2 separate regions of the Mus musculus genome follow, and region 1 is linked to region 2. A link is a contact called in public HiChIP or PLAC-seq data. All regions are on one chromosome and are shown on one strand. Each heading gives the region's core, a stretch centred on a gene start, on an enhancer-like site or on the middle of the called end of the contact. The rest is flanking DNA. Distances are from core to core; before and after follow the strand shown.

What was found. HiChIP or PLAC-seq counts read pairs in DNA pulled down with a chosen protein or histone mark.
Region 1: a contact with region 2 is called in an H3K4me3 HiChIP or PLAC-seq map of the SCID.adh cell line, with 14 read pairs. The contact joins the enhancer-like site here to the promoter of Themis in region 2. A contact is called at or near these places in 2 of 39 promoter capture datasets (3T3-L1-derived adipocytes and stem cell-derived epiblast-like cells), 1 of 15 datasets of contacts at CTCF or cohesin (CD8 T cells), 12 of 484 Hi-C or Micro-C datasets (CD4 T cells, CD8 T cells, the P5424 cell line and 5 more), 2 of 115 datasets of contacts at active chromatin or transcription factors (CD8 T cells and the SCID.adh cell line) and 3 of 9 other capture datasets (adipose tissue, liver and pancreatic islet).

What each region holds. Positions count from the first base shown.
Region 1 is chr10:28,726,196-28,731,025 of GRCm38.p6, forward strand. All of the region lies in intron 2 of Themis (thymocyte selection associated), which reads left to right. Among named protein-coding and RNA genes, the nearest start is that of Themis, 60 kb to the left of the region's middle. Within about 2 kb of position 3,471, at least 4 of the 459 cell types and tissues checked have an H3K27ac peak or open chromatin away from gene starts, as enhancers often do. A contact at or near this core is called in the P5424 cell line, the SCID.adh cell line, Th17 cells and 1 more, where this site is marked.
Region 2 is chr10:28,665,394-28,670,775 of GRCm38.p6, forward strand. It overlaps Themis (thymocyte selection associated), which reads left to right and starts at 2,967. Exons shown (of 6, transcript NM_178666.6): 1 at 2,967-3,357. The coding sequence starts at 3,267.

The DNA.
Region 1 (4,830 bases), core at 2,221-4,720, 61 kb after region 2:
ACAAAAATATATCCAAACACTAGAACTCACAGACTCTGGCCTCAGAAACTGAAAGCGAGGTAGAGAGGAAAGCAGCCCTTCCTCGTCACAAATTCTCCCCACCCCCACTCGCCCCACAGGTACCGGACAAGCCCTCAGGAAGTCCAGGGATGTGTCCCTGGTCCCGGCATTGGTGGCTCTCCAGTGAGTATGCTCTAGCCACCCTCTGCTGCTTTTCCAAACACCTCGAGGCTTTTCCAATGCCAAAAGCAAGAACAGAACAGACACAACCAGTATAGAAATACTGACACTCACCAGCCAGCACTAGGCTCTCCCAATTGCAGGCTCTGGAGATCTGCTGAGGAACCTCAGAAGAGTCCCAGAATGTTATGCCCAGTTCATGGGAACCCCAGAAGACCGCCAGAAATTGCGATACTGATGTACTAAACAAAGAGAGTTTTTATTATACGAGTGTGGGTGCTATCACAGACCTTCCAGCTGCACAGGTTAGGAAAGCGATGCTCAAGTTCAAGGGTTTGATATATATATATATATATATATATATATATATATATATATATATATATATATGAAGATGCATACGCTGGGGCGCTCAAGGCCTGTCATTACATGATTGAGTAGGGGGAAAGGTGTGCGGTCCTTCAAATTGATAACATTTGTTTAGACAGAGAGGCGGAATTTCGCAGCTGGAGAAGGACCTCTTTGACCTGGGAAGAAGTAACTCATCCCATTATAGGAGGCCAGCGTGTTGTTACAAAGCAGTCACAGCTGTTTGGGAACACTTAATTGTCTCTTTCCCATAGCTCAGGAGTGTGCTTTATCACATCAAGGATACTAACTCTTGCCTCCTTCAAAGGCAAGAGCCATCTACACCAGGAAAGTGCTATTGGTTAGAATTATCAGAAAAAGGGAGCGCAATATACAGTGCTAGGCAGGAGGCCACGTTCCAGCTCCCCTTTGTCTGCCCTCTTCAAAGGTCGCAAGAAGGTTGCGGAAAGGAAGTGCTGGCCATTCTGGCTCAGGAAGGGGCGATGCGAAGAGACAGGGGCAGGTTACCTGGGTCTCCTCATTCCGACAGTGTGGGTACCACAGCATGCATATCATTGGGTGGTCATTATATTTACCTGTCTTGTGCTCTAGACTATGAGCTGTCAAACTTGCTTTAAACAGCCAGATAGTAAATTTTAAGGCTTTGTGGCCAGATTGTTGCCATAACTACTGTACAGCAATCTTTTAACATGAAGGTCACTGCAGGTAACAAACCCATCAACCAATGGCCGTGGTTGTAGCTCAAAATACTCTTTATTTATAAAAAGGAGTGGCTAGCAGGATTTGGCTAGTCAAGTTATTTGTTGATATGTGCTCTGCACTACTAATTTCCAGTCTTCATAGTTCTATCACCATACACATTGAGGATAAATTAAAAAACCTGTCAATTGGATGAATAAGAGAGTAGCGAATGAAAAATCACAAACGCATTACAATATAATATGCTTTACAGTATGATTAACGTATGCCTGGGCTATGTGAGAAGCTGCATAGGATCAGTAGGTCATGTTACAGAACATGAATTTTGTAGTTCTACAAGCAATTTCACCATGTTTTGATTGAATTACCTTGGCATGTTATTTTTTTTCCACCGTATGTAAAGTTAAATACTGGTATTCCTACTTGTCTCCTGGTGCCTTTGTGGAGGATATTATCAAAACATAATTAAAGTGCTTGCTATGGCATCTGGACTATAGCAACATTCATAAAAATGGTGATAACTTATATTACTGTTATTAAGATTCTTATTGATATCATTGGGGAAGTAGAAAATGCTTTTCAGAGAATGTTATAATTGACCTGATGTTTGGAGAGTAAAAATAAATTGGTTATATTAATGAGAAGATTCTTGCAAGTGCTCTAATTCTCTGTCCCTTTGAACCGAAAGCTTACCCATTTTTTTTATATCCTTCCTGGTCTTTCAAAATGATGGCTGGTTTTCAAGCTTGGCTGCACAGTGACCTCATCTAGGGAGATTAGAAAGTCGTGATGCAGGAGGTATCATGATTTATTTGGGCAAAGTCTGGTCATGAAGATTCTTCAAAGCTCCCAAGCTAGGACTAACATGAACCTGAGGCTGGGAACCATGGCTTTATAGACAACATTCCTAAGTAGCAAAGTTAGATGTAATTGCTCTCCTCATATGTATATGTGCATGTGAATGCATATGTGAACGTGTGTATATATAATACACATACATATACACACATGTACATATATACACATGTATATATATTTATGAATGTGTGTGTGTGTGTGTGTGTGTGTGTGTGTGTGTGTATGCGCAGGGTTTCACTATGTAGCCCAATCTGGCTTGGAACTTCCTTTGTAGAACAGTCCTCAAACACACAAAAGAGTGCCCGCCTCTTCTTCCAAAACGTTGTGAGTAGAGGCATGTGCTCTCACCCCAGGTTAAGTACTTTTATGCCTTTATTATTTCACTTATTGCTTTTTACATGTATTTGGAGTTAGTTTTGTGTTTGTTGGAGTAGCGTGATCTAATAGATAACAAGGCGGCTAAGAGCAAAAGCAAAATCATTTATCACTGTAATTCTCAGTACAGAATAAACACTCACTAAGTTTAAATGTTCAGAATTTTCAGATAGAGGAATCGTTTCTTATTGGATTAGTGAAAACACCTGGGTAGTGGCTGAAGTCTAAGGTCATCACTATCTGGAACTTCCTTTGGGCTGGGGTTAGCGTGATGTCTTTGTCATTAATTGGGTAAGAGTTTAAAGGTGTTTACAGGTGAGCCTTCTTGTAAGGGTCAGAATTAAAGCAGAGGTGATGAAGGACGATGAGAGAATGCTCTCTTCCGAAAAGACTCCAGGATCCTACATAAATGTTTCCTCTTCATTATCACTAGGGGAAAAGACCAGAATCAAGTCCTTTATCACAGATCTCAACAGTAACATATGCCTTTTCCACGTTAAAACCTTTCATTTAAATTCCAATTATATTTTAAAATTTTAAAGCCCCGTGGCACTTTTAACACATGTTTTTATTGGTATATATTTATTATGCATAGTGATAGGCTTCATTCCCGTGACTCTGTCATGTACTTTGGATACATTCACTCTCCTTTCTTTTCTAATCTCTCCCGTTTTCCCATTCATTCCCATTTCATGTCGACTCTTGCTCCTTCATTAAAATATGATTGCACATATATGTACACCCTATGTCATTTTACATATATGTGTGAAAACCTAGGATCCACAAGTAAATGAGAAATGGAAACAAGTGATATCACCATCATCTTTAGCTGTGCCTATTTTTTTCGGCAAGTGTTATAATGCAATCCTTTATGGTTAAATAGAGCACCACTGTGCACGCACAGCACAAGTTCTTTATCAGTTCTTCTGTGGATGACTACTTGGGATGATTCCATAACTTGACTTCTGTGGACAGTGCAGCAACAAACATACAGATGACAACATCTCTACAGGATGTTCATTTATAGGCTCTGGGCTTGTAGCTCGAGTTGATGTATTTGGGTCATATGCTCGTTCTCCTCTTAGCTTATTGAGGAACTTTCATATTTATTTCTATGGGGCTGTAATAATTGATATTTCCATGCCAGAATTTGCTGTGATTTATCTTCTTAATGATAATCATTCTGGTGGGAATAAGATTGAATCTTAATGCTGTATGACTTTGTAATTTTTGGATGCCCAAGGATTTTGAACACATTTTCTGAAAACTGTTAGTTACATTGGTCCATTTATTGAGTAAGTTGTTCAGATATTTTGAGTTCTTCATGTAGTCTAGATTCTAATCTTCTGTGTGACTATCAAAGATTTTCTTCTAAAGTTGTCTGTTCACCAAGTTGTTCTCGTTGCTGTTTAGAAACTTATAAATTCTGTCACATTTCTTAAAGCTTCAAAATTCCTTTTTTTTTTTTTTTTTGTGACAGAACCAAACTAGGGGAATAAAAGATATCTATAATGAAAAACTTTAAACACTCAATAAATTCATGAAAAAGACGCTAAACAGTGTAGAGATGGCTCAGGGGTTAAGAACACTATCTGCTCTTCCCAAAGTCCTGTGTTCCCCAGCAACCACATGGTGTCTCACAATCATCTATAATGATATCTGGTGCCCTCTTCTGGCCTGCAGGCATACGTGCAGCCAGAACTCTATTATATATATATATATCTTTTTAAAGACACTAAACAACAGGAAGATACCCCCAAAGTATTTTAAACATCTTGTTTTATTTGCTTAACTCTTCAAATTTCCTCTTATGGTTGATTTCTAATTCAATTCAATTATCAGAGGACATACTTTCTGAAATTCAAATTTAAAAATATACTAATACTTGTTTTTATACTCTGTATAGAAGAATATATATTCTACCATTATAGAAGTCCATTAAAGATACTTGTTCATTTATAGAATTATTTACACCACCTAGGTGATCTTTTCTACTTGATCTTTCACAACAGCATATCCATTATTAAAATCATGTATGTGTATGTTAAATAAAAATAAATAAGAGTTATCTAGGGAAAGAAAGAATAAACAGGAAAGGTTATGGGTATGAAAAGGGAGGTAAGTGGGATAGGGTCGGGGGTAGAATATGCTCATCAAAGAATATATGACGTCAAAGAATATATATCTTTTTAAAAAGAAATTTCTTCTTCTTCTTCTTCTTCTTCTTCTTCTTCTTCTTCTTCTTCTTCTTCTTCTTCTTCTTCTTCTTCTTCTTCTTTTTCTTCTCTTCCTCCTCCTCCTCCTCCCCCTCCTTTTCTCCTTCTCTTCCTTCACCTCCTCCTCATTCTT
Region 2 (5,382 bases), core at 1,717-4,216:
ACTCTTACATCTTTGAGTGGGACGAATAGAATATTTCTATGGGAGAGCCTGAACGCTCCATTCACTGCAAATTCAATTTGGTGTCTCTTAGCAACCAGATACTGCTAAAAACTGGAGATGGTTTCTCCTTCTCTGCCATCAGCCTTTCCTGAGTTTCTGAGCATCTTTATTGGTTCCCAATACTAATGACAAATGTCTGAAAGTAGAAAGAATTACAGCACCAAGTTCTCATGGCATCCTACCTTCCTGGATCTTGGGCTTCTACCTGCACTACTCGGGCAACTCATCAGCTCCTTACAGTCATGTTTAAAGGAGTCGAAGTTGCCCAGGGGATTTGGTAGGAGAGTTGGTCAAGTCCCCAAGCACCTTTTTTTCTGAACATTGGTTTGTTTGTGCTACTTGGACATTCTTTATATTGAGTTCTTTGTAAGTTTTGTGAAAATTCCATTTCGATTTACAGAAGATATATAGATTTCAAATGTTTGTGTCCAATCTATTATTCTTTTCCTGTAAGACTTCAAGTAATTCTTGAGAGCAAGTCTTCTAAATCCTCATTCACACTCATAATCTTTGGACTTTGGCTTTTTTATAATTAATTAATTAATTAATTAATTATTATTTTTTAACACTCCCTCTCACAATCCCTCCCTCACCACTTAACTTTGGATTTTTTTACATGTAAATTTATGTTTAAAATTTATCTTCATTTCATTTTCTTTCACGGGATGTTTTGAAACTATCTTTTCTTTCAGGTATTTAACAATAGTTAGTTAAATACATCTTTCTTCCTCACTGGCATGAAATTCTACCTTCTGCAAACTGGAAACTGTAATATACAGTCTCTTTACTTCTGAACTCCCATTGGTCTGACTTTGAGTAAGCCAATCGTTCCTGTTACTGACTGAACTTCAGTAATTCATTTTACCATGCTTCAGCTCAGAGATAGTAATGATTTGAGATAAGATGGCAGCAATGGCAATACAGGACAAGGTCAGAGGAGTGGCCTTGAGGACTGTCACTCATAGAGCTTGAGGGATTTGGAAGCTGTAGAAAATGTCTGTTCACATACAACTTTAGGCCTTCTGGCTTTGCACTCTCAAAGATGGGAGAGTCATTAATTTTATGATTGAGGATATAGGAGAAACAGATTCTGAGATACAAGAAGGATCTCTGTGTTAAAAGCAGAAGCAGGGACATACTGGATCTGTATAAATATCTGATGATATAGTGAATTCTTCTAGTGTTGGCTGCAAGGATAGAAACTTGAGTTATAAGTTAAAGATTTCAGATGAAATCCAGCATTGATTACATACCAAATAAACTTACTGCAGCACTAACTCTAAAAATGTATGATTTTTCAAGAGGCAGCCCTTTCCATATTCTAAAATCCTATGAAATATGCCAGGAGGCTACAAATAGTGTTTTCAGTCAAGTGAGAGGCCCAGACTTAGGTAAGAATGAGACAGAAGCTACATTTATCAAGCTTGGGAGATTTAGGGGACAAAAATGTTTCAAGGGATTACATAAAAGTTACTAGTGAAAATCACTTGAAGAATTTCCCACATTAACCCTAAGTTTGCCTAGAATGAAGGCTAGCAAATTGTTACAAGGGCTGAACATGACTCTGAAGAGCTTTAAGCATTTAGCATTTGGTAGATGCTCTATCATGATCAAGCAATTTGTCCAGAATCCAGCCTGAGAATGAACAACTTTTCATCATAGTTCATCTTTATCAACTTCAACCAATCTTCCTTTATTTATCTACAAAACATAGACAGTCTCACTTTAAATTGCAAGTATAACCTCTAAGATGATGTTTGAATTAAGTACAAAGAATAGGAAGCATAAAAATTTAAAACCAACCAACCAACCAAACAAACAAACAAACAAAACCCTAGCACCACCACAACAAAACTCCGATGTAAGGCAGAGGTGGTGACACATGCCTGTAATCCTAAGACAGAGGCAAGGAGGACTGGCATGTGTTTGAGCCCAGCCTGATATCCTAAGGAAAATTTTGTTTAAAAGAAACAAAAATCAAAATAAACAGAAAGATTGGTTTTGATGTATAAAAATTAGTTTCACAAGGTTTCTGTTATTTATTTATTTATTTATTTATTTATTTATTTATGGCTTTGAGCATTTTTCAACTTATGTTTAGATCATAAGAGCAAATTTATAGACTTCGGGGCTTGTGCAGTTTATTTATTTATGTTTTTAAATCTACATTTAAAAGGAGAGCTTCAAAGAGGAAGCAAACATTTAAATATATGTCTTATAAGTAGTTCTTTCTCTTCCTTTTTTCCTTTCTTCCTTTCTTCCTTCCTTCCTTTCTTCCTTCCTTCCTTCCTTCCTTTCTTTCTTTCTTTCTTTCTTTCTTTCTCTCTCTCTCTCTCTCTCTCTCTCTCTCTCTTTCTTTCTTTCTTTGGTTTTGTTGCTTTATTTTTATTTTATTTTATTAATTAATTTACTTTTGCTTTAAATACTTTCCTTCTCAGTGCAGAGACCAGAAAGTTCCCATCAATTTACTCTATTAATTCCTGAGTCACTTTTCATGTAACACCTCCTCCCTCCCTTTAAACTTCAGCAAAAATTTTAATGTGTAAAGATAAAAGGTGGTTTCTATGTGTCCTCAGAGTATCAGATTTCTAAAAACAGCTGACAACAGCTTCTTTTGTAACCAAGTTTAATGTAAAAGCACAATGAGTATGCAAAGCTAGAACCCAGATGCAGAGAGGCAACAAACTGATATAGTGCCATATTTAAGGTAAGACACTGTGCCTGCATTCTGGCCATGTCCAGTGTTCATGCCACAGGCCACTCTGTTTCATCACAATTTTGCCACTGCTGTGGATGCACAAGAACCAGCAACTTGCCAACCTCATTACTTTGGGTAGTGTCAGTTCAGACAAACACACCCCACCCCCATGTGTTTCTACTTCAGTGTCAGAAGGAAATGCAGCCGCAGGGAGAACAAAAAGAGCTTTACCCACTGTCTCCTGCCTATTCTCAAGTTCTTCCGCTGCTTGAGCTGTTTGCCCTGGGCTTGGCTTTCCTGTGACCTCCCTGCACCAGGTAGAAACTGAAGACCAGCTACTGCAGACAAGTACCTCCCCACCTTAGGGCTGTCCTACCCCGATTGGCTCCCATTTCACATTCTGCCTGTGTGGGCAATTATGAGCAAAGACAGAACGGTAGACAATTGACATCTAGAAACCACAAGGTCTTGTAAAAGATCAGGTCTATATACCACCGAAGACACAACAATGGCTTTATCTCTGGAAGAATTTGTCTACTCCCTTGACCTGAGGACCCTCCCCAGGGTCCTAGAAATCCAGTCAGGCATCTACTTTGAAGGTAAGTATTTTTCTAATTCTTTAATTTGATAGAATGTTCTTATAAAGTCTCTTGGAAATTTGTGGGAGAGGTTTTAGTAAGAAATACGTGGAAGGCTGTGTGTATAGTTCAGTGATTCGATACTTAGTTCAAACATATACACACCCAGCAAACAAAGTGCAAGTTGTCTGAAGGAAAGTTGAACACAGACACACACACACACACACACACACACACACACACACACACACACACATCCCAGCTGGTGAAGAAAGAAGAAACTAAGGCTTTAAGAAAGGTGGAGTGGAACTTTGTGAATTGCCATTTGCCATTTTTTTTCTTGGTAAGCATTCGACAAGTCTGCACAAAGGATGTTCTGTCTCTGCCCTACTCTTTGAAATTAATTGCCATCAGGTAAAAAAGTTTAATGTTGCTGACTATTGTTTTTAAACTATTAAAAACAGCAACATCAAAACAAAAACCCAAACACTATCAAGCTTGTTTTGTGTTTTGTTTCACCCAAAATGATTGCACCTATCAAGGGCACAGTCTTACAATGAATGCTGCCAAGTTCGGACTTCTAAGCTTGCCTTGTACTTGTAATCCTCTCTTCCTGCTCTACAAACTCCTTAAATGGTGGGAACTTTTATTTAAAGGTAAAGAAATTAGTGCCTATTGACTGTAGAGTATCTTTTAAGATTTGTGTTGAAAAGGTAAATTTTAATGAGGATTGTTGAATACTAAGCTGGTGAATTTTGGTGTAACTTACTGTAGTGTGTAAAATCCCCTAATATGAACGATACTAACATTTTAAAGTTAGTTTGGCCTGGATGGTGGTGGTACAGCTCTTTGATCCCAGCACTCAGGAGGCAGAGGCAGGTGGATTTCTATGAGTTCAAGCTAGCCTGGTCAACAGAGCAAATTCCAGGACAGCCAGTGCTACAGAAAGAAGCCCTGTCTCTAAACAAAACAAAACAAAACAAAACAAAACAAAACAAAACAAAACAAAACAAACCTTTTAAGTTTGGTTACATATAAGGTTCTCAAAATATTTCCTAGTTGGATATCAATTTTTGCTTACAAAAAGGGGAAAATTAAAGCCAATCAAAAAAAAACTGGGTCTAGTCAAATTACTAGGGAGAATGGTTGGCATGTGAGCTTTCCCACTCACAGTCTGTCCCATGGTTAGATTTCCAATTTTTGGACTTTTCACTGTAGTGGAATTGCACAAATCGTTCAGTTCTTTTTTCCATTTGAAGTACAATAGTCAATAAGTCATATGGAATATTAAACACTTGGTAACATAAAATAGGCATCTTGTCAAATGATTTCACTCACTGTGACTAGTACATGGTCTGCACACAATTAGGGTAGAGTAGGTTGAGCTGTGATTGTGCGGTGTTAGATGTATTGTATATATTTGAGAGTTTGGATGTTTTCAGTTCCCAGTGGGCTTTCGAGATGTAACCCTATCACAAATTAAAGAATATTTATTCAGTCTTACCTTACCAAAACAAAACAGGTTGACACATGCTACCTATATATTTACACACCCATAAGAGGTAATGGGTTGACAGTACTTGCTCTCAGATTATTATGAGGTTTTATGTAAGTTTTTGTGAATTGTTTGGGATCAGGTCGTCTTCTATCCTGTCTTCCTCAGACCATGTAGGGACTTATGCTTTTAAGACAGCTATCAGTTGCTTCTTGTCTTATGGTTTATGCTTTTAGGGCTTTATGGAAGACATCTTTCGAAACATTTAGGAAGAGTTTTGACAACAGTTTTACAGTTTCATATTTTACATTCAGTTTATTTTCAGGATGCAATGCTATGCCATGGTGTACGGGGACCCGACTTTACATTTCTGTGCATCTTTAGCTGATTTTCCAGTATCATTTTGTTGCTTCCAAATCAGATGCAACATTTGTCTTTGAAATGCCTCTTTTGTTTTGTTAGTTGATTTTTAAAATTAATTTTGGCCAATCGTATACATTGTATAAATGGGCAGCTATGAAATTAGCGTTAATATATGTTCAATGTACTTC